2 separate regions of the Anser cygnoides genome follow, and region 1 is linked to region 2. Evidence: chromatin contacts called from public Hi-C data. All regions are on one chromosome and are shown on one strand. The core of a region is the stretch at or near the end of the contact, and the rest is flanking DNA. Distances in the headings are between cores, read along the strand shown. Region 1 overlaps LOC106030372. Region 2 holds the start of ASRGL1 (asparaginase and isoaspartyl peptidase 1).

Region 1 (3,834 bases), core at 1,148-3,647, 64 kb before region 2:
TATTGAATGAACTGCGGCAAATGGCATTCAATCTGTGAGGCTTTGAGACAGGCTGGCCTTTCAGTAGTGACAAGGCAGTATTTGCATGACAGAGCAGATGGAGTATGATGGATGCATTTTTTTCCCTCTACCAAAAAAAGTTCTAGATAAAGATGCTTTTGAGAAAGAGAGATTGCCAACCTGAAATTTTGTCATTGTTATGTGGACAAGTAGATTCATAAAACATAGAGATGAGGTTTGGCACAATGCTTGAGAGACTTACACCAACAGGGGCAGGAAGAACTGACCCTACGAGAGTGCTACTAAAATTCACAGAGCAAGAGCTGAATAATACAGAAAGCATTCCTACTACTAACACTTATGGATACTGTAGCCATGCTAAAATAATTTGTTTTTTTATTATATCCTTTCTTTAAGGATTCACAAGCAAGTTTTAGAGCCAAGTATGCGTTTACCATTATTAGGTAATTTCCATGTTTTGGCTATTTTTTCCCACACCTAAAATCCTTCAGTCTTTCTCGCCTCTTCATTCACTTCCTGGATTTTCATTTAATCTCTGAGCACAGTAGTTGCCTCAAGTTCCACTTTTCTATTTCCATCCTAGATCTTCTTCAGGTTAGCTCAGCTAACAGTGTTCTTGCCAAGGCCAGAGATATTTGCACTATTCCATCCTTACGCATTTTGAGCTGTCAATCATCCTTTCTTTGATAACCCAGACCTAGCCTGCTTTATATATGTAGTCTTCTCATTCTTCCCTATCAGAAGGCCTTCCATTTGTTTTTAAAGTGGAGATCCTGAAAAGGTCATCTGGACGTCTAGTCTTTGGGTAATCTACTTTGCAATTAAAAAAAATTGTCACCTTTGTGAACACGGTCCAGAGAAGTGCCTCTACTCCAAGTCTGTCTCTGTACATATGAAATCTTTCTTCATCTCTCCATCACTGCTCAAGAAAAATAGGCCTGCCAACTCAAACACCTCATCAATACAGAAACTCTACAGACCCAGCCAACCACCCAGTCTCGCAGATTCCTTACGCACAAAAGCTCAATTGCAGCCCTTTCAGCTGCTCCTGACATTTCTGCCTCATCCAGGGTCTCTTCCTCTTCCAGATTCACTTTTACGCAATACTCTCTAAATTAAGGAAAGGCAAAAGTCTTGCTGTGACTGTAACACATTCGGAACGCTCCTGCCAGTAAAAAAAGCCTGAGAAGTCACTGAGAAGTGTCCTTTATACCCTCTTACAGCTACCCCTTCTCACTGAAACTAACAGCAACTACTGCCATGGTCTAGGCCTGTCACGGTCCATGCTCATCTTTCCCCCTGCTCCACCTCCAGTCACCACACGATGCCAGCCTCTGCCCCCCACGTTAGTTTCTATCAAGCTGCATTTGTGCTTTTCCTCAACCCTGCATCTGAACAGAAGCGTGAGGTAGTGCTCCAGAGCCTCCCTTCATAGTCCTTGTGCGAGAGGCCTCTGGCACCCCTGGCTCGCCGGGCCCACCGCCATCGCCCTGCCGCTGCCACCCATGGCCGCACCAGGGAGCTCACAGAGACCACCCTGCGTCCAAAATGCACACAGGGATGGTCACGTTTAACACCAAGCCGACTGCTTATGAAATCATTCAACTTGACAGTAAAAGCAACTCTCATTTTAGGCTCGGGCTGCCAAACTAGTAAGACCAATGAAAGTTAAGAGCAGCAATAGGTATCACTTGAAGCAGCAACCCTTAAACAGAAAAGGATTTCAACTCCCTACTTTAACATAAGGATCGTAGCAAAACTCACCTGGACTTATTTTATATTCTCCTAAACAGGCTGTAGGTCTAAAACTTCTTTATTAGTATTTCGGTGAGGCTCATCACTATGGTATGTGAGCAACCCAAGAAGATCAAGTTGCTCATCTGTATTAAACAACAGTTGCTGCGGGATGAAAACAAGCAGGGCTTCAGTTCTACAGAAACCCAGCTGAGGTTTCTGTTTGGCAAAGACAATGTGTTTGCAGCGAGGCTTGGATCCAGATCCCACTTGATCTGGTTCTTCCCGCTGCATAGATTTCAGGTACGCTCAATAGCTCCGCGTCCCTCACCCCACCGCCTGCAACACAACGCTCGGCACGCCGCGTGCAGTTAGAAGAGGATTAAGTGTCACATTTCAATTTCATCCGACCCCACTTTTTGTTTCCTCACCCCTTCCCTGAATTAGCAGCTTGCTGCTGCGGCAGGCGACGAACACATGGCTTCTCCCACTCATTAACATCACGGCCACGCCGTGGCAGGGATCCAAGCCCGTTTTTCCTGCAGAGGATACAGCTTTTGGGGATGTGAACAATCTCGAGTGAGAGCTCATACGCATCAGCCCATTTCCTCTGTTGGAAGGGAGTCTCCCGCCTAGCTCTCTGAACAAACACAGCCCTGGAGCCAGCCCGCGGACGGTGTTTACACAAACGGCACTGTCACCGATAGAGTCTGATACCGTGCAACAAAAAAGTTTGAAGCAAAAAAAAGAAGAAAAATCCATGAAAAAGCAGTAAATTGTGCATTAGTCAAATGTTGATGCATTTTTAGTCATTTCAAACAGCGGCTTCTTTAAAAACCACATCTATTTTACTGTGGTTAAAGTAAATCTTATGCTGAACAAAGGAACTGAAAGGTACCAATTTAGCAACAGTTCTCTATTTCCATCCCCACCTCTCCTCCTCTTGCTGCCTTACACACAGACAAATGCAAGGCCCAAGTGGTGCCAGTATAAAATAAAGGAATGCTTTATTACTGTGGCTTGGGGATTTTTTTTATTTTTATTTTTTTTATGCTGAAACAATATTTTCACTAAGTTTGGGCAAACTGAAGACAGGGGTAGCTGAAGTATTTATTTTACAAGGATTCGGTGTCACGTGTAGCTCTTCATACATACACTTTGACAATGATACTTAATTAGCATCTACCTTTCACCACTTAACTTGCTGTGAAATATTAGCCTATTTTTAATTTTATTTATTTTAAGGAAGTGGAACAATACAGCGAGCATCAAAAATAGTACATCAAATAGTACATGCTGTACCCCATGCTTATACAAATAAATACAGACAACTATAATCCAGGAGTAGGATATATAAATATAAACTCTAAGCTTCACGGAGTTCATGAGAATTATAACTTTTGGAAAACCCGGTCAGTCCACTTGGTAATTGAAGTGTTTGCAGTCTCTTAGCTACTAACCCAGGGAAGTAGCAGAAAGCTGCTCTCAGCATGCTTTTTGCGTACGATTCAAACTTGTAACATCATAAGGTCAACTTACAATAGGAGGCAAGCAGGCATACGAGAAATGCACATCACAGTTGCTGTTGTTTCTCCCTCTCCCCCGGTGCTGTCACCCAGCTGATGTCTATGGCAGCCCCAGCTGCCACTCAGAGGCAGCACGGGCGTTCAGGGTGTATCTGAGCAGCAGGGAGAAACTCGAGGGTCAGCAGCAGAAGATAAGGGCAGAGACAGGCCCTGGCATAAGATTTTTCATACATTAATGGCCTGGCAATGGAAAAAATGTTTTTAAAAAAAAATCCATGCCTACTCCCGCATAGAGGCTGCTAAATTGCATCCTGTTGCCCTAGTCAGGGCCATGAATCACCGTGTTAACCTGGACTGGTGCCACTCACCTCCACAGCTCAGCTTCTCCCCGGTACAAAAATTAGTGGGCTACTTCTCAGAAAAAGCAATTCGCAAGAAATCCCTTCTAGACCCAGCCATCCAGTGGAGAAAAGCTTAGTTTGCTTTTCCAAGTTCTTACAACACCAGGAAATCTTAGAAGCACCAAAGGGAAAAAAAAATTAAACATAAAACT
Region 2 (3,738 bases), core at 1,046-3,545:
CTGCTTCATTTGTTCAGTTTGAAACCTCTGAAAAATCAAGAAGTTCAGCCCAAGTCAGTAACAAAACACTGAAAAGTTTCATATGAAGTAAAGTCTTTCCCTCATTCGCAATTACAAGGTCAGAAGGAATACGTGAATCTCTGCAAATTAAGCAACCACATAACAAACAGGTATGCCATCTGAAATACTGAACTTTGACAGGTCTTTCTGCCCATGTTCATTCCTGACATACCTTGGTAGGGATGGTGAAATATTTTCACTGAAATGCATCTGAGTAATAAATTTGAGGTTATATGATATAGACTATTAACTAACATTAACATTAATTGCTAGGAAATTCAGTTATAAACCCCTACTGTATAAACTCATGACTCATATACCAGCGGCGTATGATTCTTGTAATATTATTTATGAAAGCACTAATTACAAGCAATAACTAAAAGAAAAACTCCTAAAATCCACTGAAACAGTCTTCCTTTAGCAATACGTAAAGGTCAAGCATTAAAGCTTAAATATTGCTGTAGGTTACGTAAAAGGGACTTAAATATGAGTTAACTTAACATACACTCCATTAAGGAGTCTGTGTCTTAAAACTAAAGACACATCACAGTAACAAGGTAAGATTTACAGAACAGTGATACTGGAGCACAAGAATAAATTGGTAGGTACAAAACACTGAAAAATAAGAAAGAGGAACTTGTCTGCCCAAGTGTGCTCACAAGAAACTGCAGTGCATACAATGCTCTTTTATTATAATGATAAATACTACTTTGTGACACCAATATTTACTCCACTTCAAAGGGATAGCAAACCAGCATTTTCAGAACGATCAGGACAAAACAGTGAACATACATAATGATTATATGCCAATTTACTTCTTGAAAAACTACCTGCATTAAAATGAGGATCATCTTCCATTGATCTCACTGCCTCCTCAACTGCATCTAAGGCACTGCCTCCTTGTTTCAGGACACTGTAGCCTTGCAGTGCAGCTCTGACAACGCCAGTACGACATCCCTGTTCTCGTTCTTTGAAGATCCGGCCAGCTCCACCGTGCACCACGATGACAGGCTTCATCCTGAAGGCCAAATTCTTTCCAAGGTTTTCAGCTGTGCCAACAGGTTGCTCTTAATCAGCCTGCTTTGGAAAGAACAGCATTTAGCATTTGTTCCCTTCTACACGAGGAAAGAGTCCTGCAGAAAAGTTAAGATACGCTTAGTTTGAGCTCAATGCTTTTACCTCTCAGGAAGCTGCGCACACACACGAAGAGCTCCTACGAGATATTCAAGTTCCAACTGGAGGAGCCCCCAGGCAACTTGGCACACCTCTGAGCTCAGCTCTGCTTCGAGCTGGGTGACCTCTGGAGGCCCCTTTCAAGCAAAGGTACTCTACAATCTCGTGATTTAGCACGAAGCCTGTCTGGCGATCTTATTGTTTTAGAAGTGATACAGAAACAAGCATCAGCGTCTCAGTGCTGTGAGCTGCTCGTTAGATGAGTGATCCCATTCTTCAAACGCAATAATATAACCAGAGATGAAGCCACTGACCCGAGTTAGCAGCTTAACTCTGCTGCCCAGATGCCAAACCTCTGACCTCTTGCAAAACATTGTACTTTGTGCAGCAAAACAAAGCATTTGGACCCGGTGGTTAACTGTTTTTATTGCTGCTTCCCACGAGCAAAACAGCACCGCTTACACCTCCTGGGGCGCAAAGGAGACAGAGCTTCACCTCCTGCCAAAAGCTAGGACAGTAAGGGAGGAAACCCTCCACATTAAAATATTCCCAGGACCAGTACTTTTAGAAGTTGTGGAAAAGGAAATCCAGCTGCTTTTCCCTCACCGTATCTGCACACCCTCTAGACATTAGCCTGGCCGCCCGCGCCCCCAAAGCTCCCACAGTCCGCCCTATTTGGGCCCTGCAATGCCAGACGGGGCAGAAAACTTCATTTTCACTGGAGTCCGTACGCGAGGCCTTCCTCCTGGAAAGCGTTTTTATTTCACCGCCAGCCGCGCTCGTCCCTGCGCGGGGCTCCGGCTCCTGCCGCCCACAAGGGAGGAGCCCGGCGGGGGCTCTCCCCGGCCGCCCCCACGCCCCGAGCCGCCCCCCGGGCCCGCCGCCGGCTTCTCCGCGTTCATCCAGCCTCACCCACCCTTGTGGACAGCCAGAGAAAGGGGCCGGACCCCCCCTGCAGCCCCCAACCCGTCCCGTCCCCCGGCGCGGGGCCGTGCGCGGTGGCGGCGGGCGGGCGGTTCCCTCCCCGACGTGGCGCCCCCCGCCGCCTGAGGGCTGCCCGCAGCTAAGATGGCTGCCGCCCTCTGCCCCCTGCGCGCCCGGCGAGCGGGGCTTGAGGCTCGGCGGCGGTGGTGTGCGTGTTGACAGAATAAGGGCATGTGTGTAAGTATCCACGCCGGAGATGTTGTTCCGACTCTCTGCTCGGTAAATTTGTGTCCCCACAGCCCAGTGTGTCACTGGTGATGGAAATAAGCAGTCCCTTCCTCACCCCCGCCTCAGAAGAGGGCTAAGCGTGGTGTCCAGGGAGAAATGCCTGCACACAGGTGTGCAGAGGTGACATTTCCACAGAAATCAGAAGGAGCAGCCAGGGAGCACGGCTTCTTCCAGCAGGTGACACGTCCTGGAGTCCGGTGATGTGCCCTGTGCAGGACCAGCCAGTTTGTTCCACGATGAGACGATAACCGCCTTTATTTCTTCTCGGTGGTGCGCCTTCTCCTATCAGATGTTACACCACCTTTAATTTCCTCATCACTCACCGCCGCTTGGTTTCTCCTCAAGTTAGATTAGAAAAATGACACCTCTTTCCCAAATCAAAACCCAACAATATATGACATCCGCCCTGCCTTCTGCTCGCTTTTAAACAAGCTGGGATTATTCATCCCCAAAACACAAACTGCGTAAGTGTACGTAAATTGAAACTGGAAGGTGTAGTGAGACATAAGGAATCTGAGTCTTCAAGCTGAAAGAGACCAAATGACAATACTCTGTATATATCCATTCAGATTCTAAATGGATAACTAAGGCATGGAATAAGTTTGCCTTTTTTTTTTTTTTTTTTTTTTAATAATAGGCTGCTGGTAGACCACATAGTTGCTTGCTATAAAAAGAGCTACTAGAAAAATTCTTCCTGGAAAGGAAAAATACTTGAAAAACACATTGAAAAAGTTAATTGGAAAAAAAATAATTTCCATTGTTTCTTACCTTTGTGGCAAAAAAACATAAACAAGAATTTCTCCGAATTTGTGCAAACTCTATACCTGCCTAGCAGCCAGCTGCCTTGCTTCACCATTTCTGTTTAGTTCACCACCTTTTCACTTTTCTCTACTTTTTTTTTTTGCTTCACGCTAGGTTCTGGGGACAGCAGTAAATGCAGCCTGCTCTGGACACACAAGGAGTTGAGTTGACGTGAGTGTGCTGAAGAACAAGGATTTATGGCAGTGTGCAGTCACTCAATTGAAGATCTGTTTTGATTCTGAACGTTGGTTTAAAATGAATTAGCATGGTGTAATTAAAAGGAACTACACTGGATGGTTTTTCATTGTCACTGATAGGATTAACAAAGAGAAATTTAAATTTTGAATGTGAATTATTTGAGAGTACCTCTTTTTTAATAGAATATTTTATCTTGCTTTCAGAGGTAGTGTCAAAACAGGAAACTGATACTAATTGAATGAAATACTTTAGAAGAATTACTTCAATTGCTTGCATGGACAGCTGAACACAAAA

The links. A called contact is a pair of places that touch in the nucleus more often than the background predicts.
Region 1: a Hi-C map of granulosa cells shows a contact between it and region 2, with 1.7 times the contacts expected there. The contact joins the enhancer-like site here to the promoter of ASRGL1 in region 2. A contact is called at or near these places in 3 of 7 Hi-C or Micro-C datasets (granulosa cells and liver).

Annotation. Positions count from the first base shown.
Region 1 is chr3:91,142,959-91,146,792 of Taihu_goose_T2T_genome, reverse strand. The region is part of intron 3 of LOC106030372; the gene reads right to left. Among named protein-coding and RNA genes, the nearest start is that of TRNAE-UUC, 14 kb to the left of the region's middle. Within about 2 kb of position 2,397, at least 2 of the 3 cell types and tissues checked have open chromatin away from gene starts, as enhancers often do.
Region 2 is chr3:91,079,038-91,082,775 of Taihu_goose_T2T_genome, reverse strand. ASRGL1 (asparaginase and isoaspartyl peptidase 1) reads right to left here and starts at 2,295. Exons shown (of 7, transcript XM_048077456.2): 1 at 2,150-2,295; 2 at 891-1,137. The coding sequence starts at 1,077.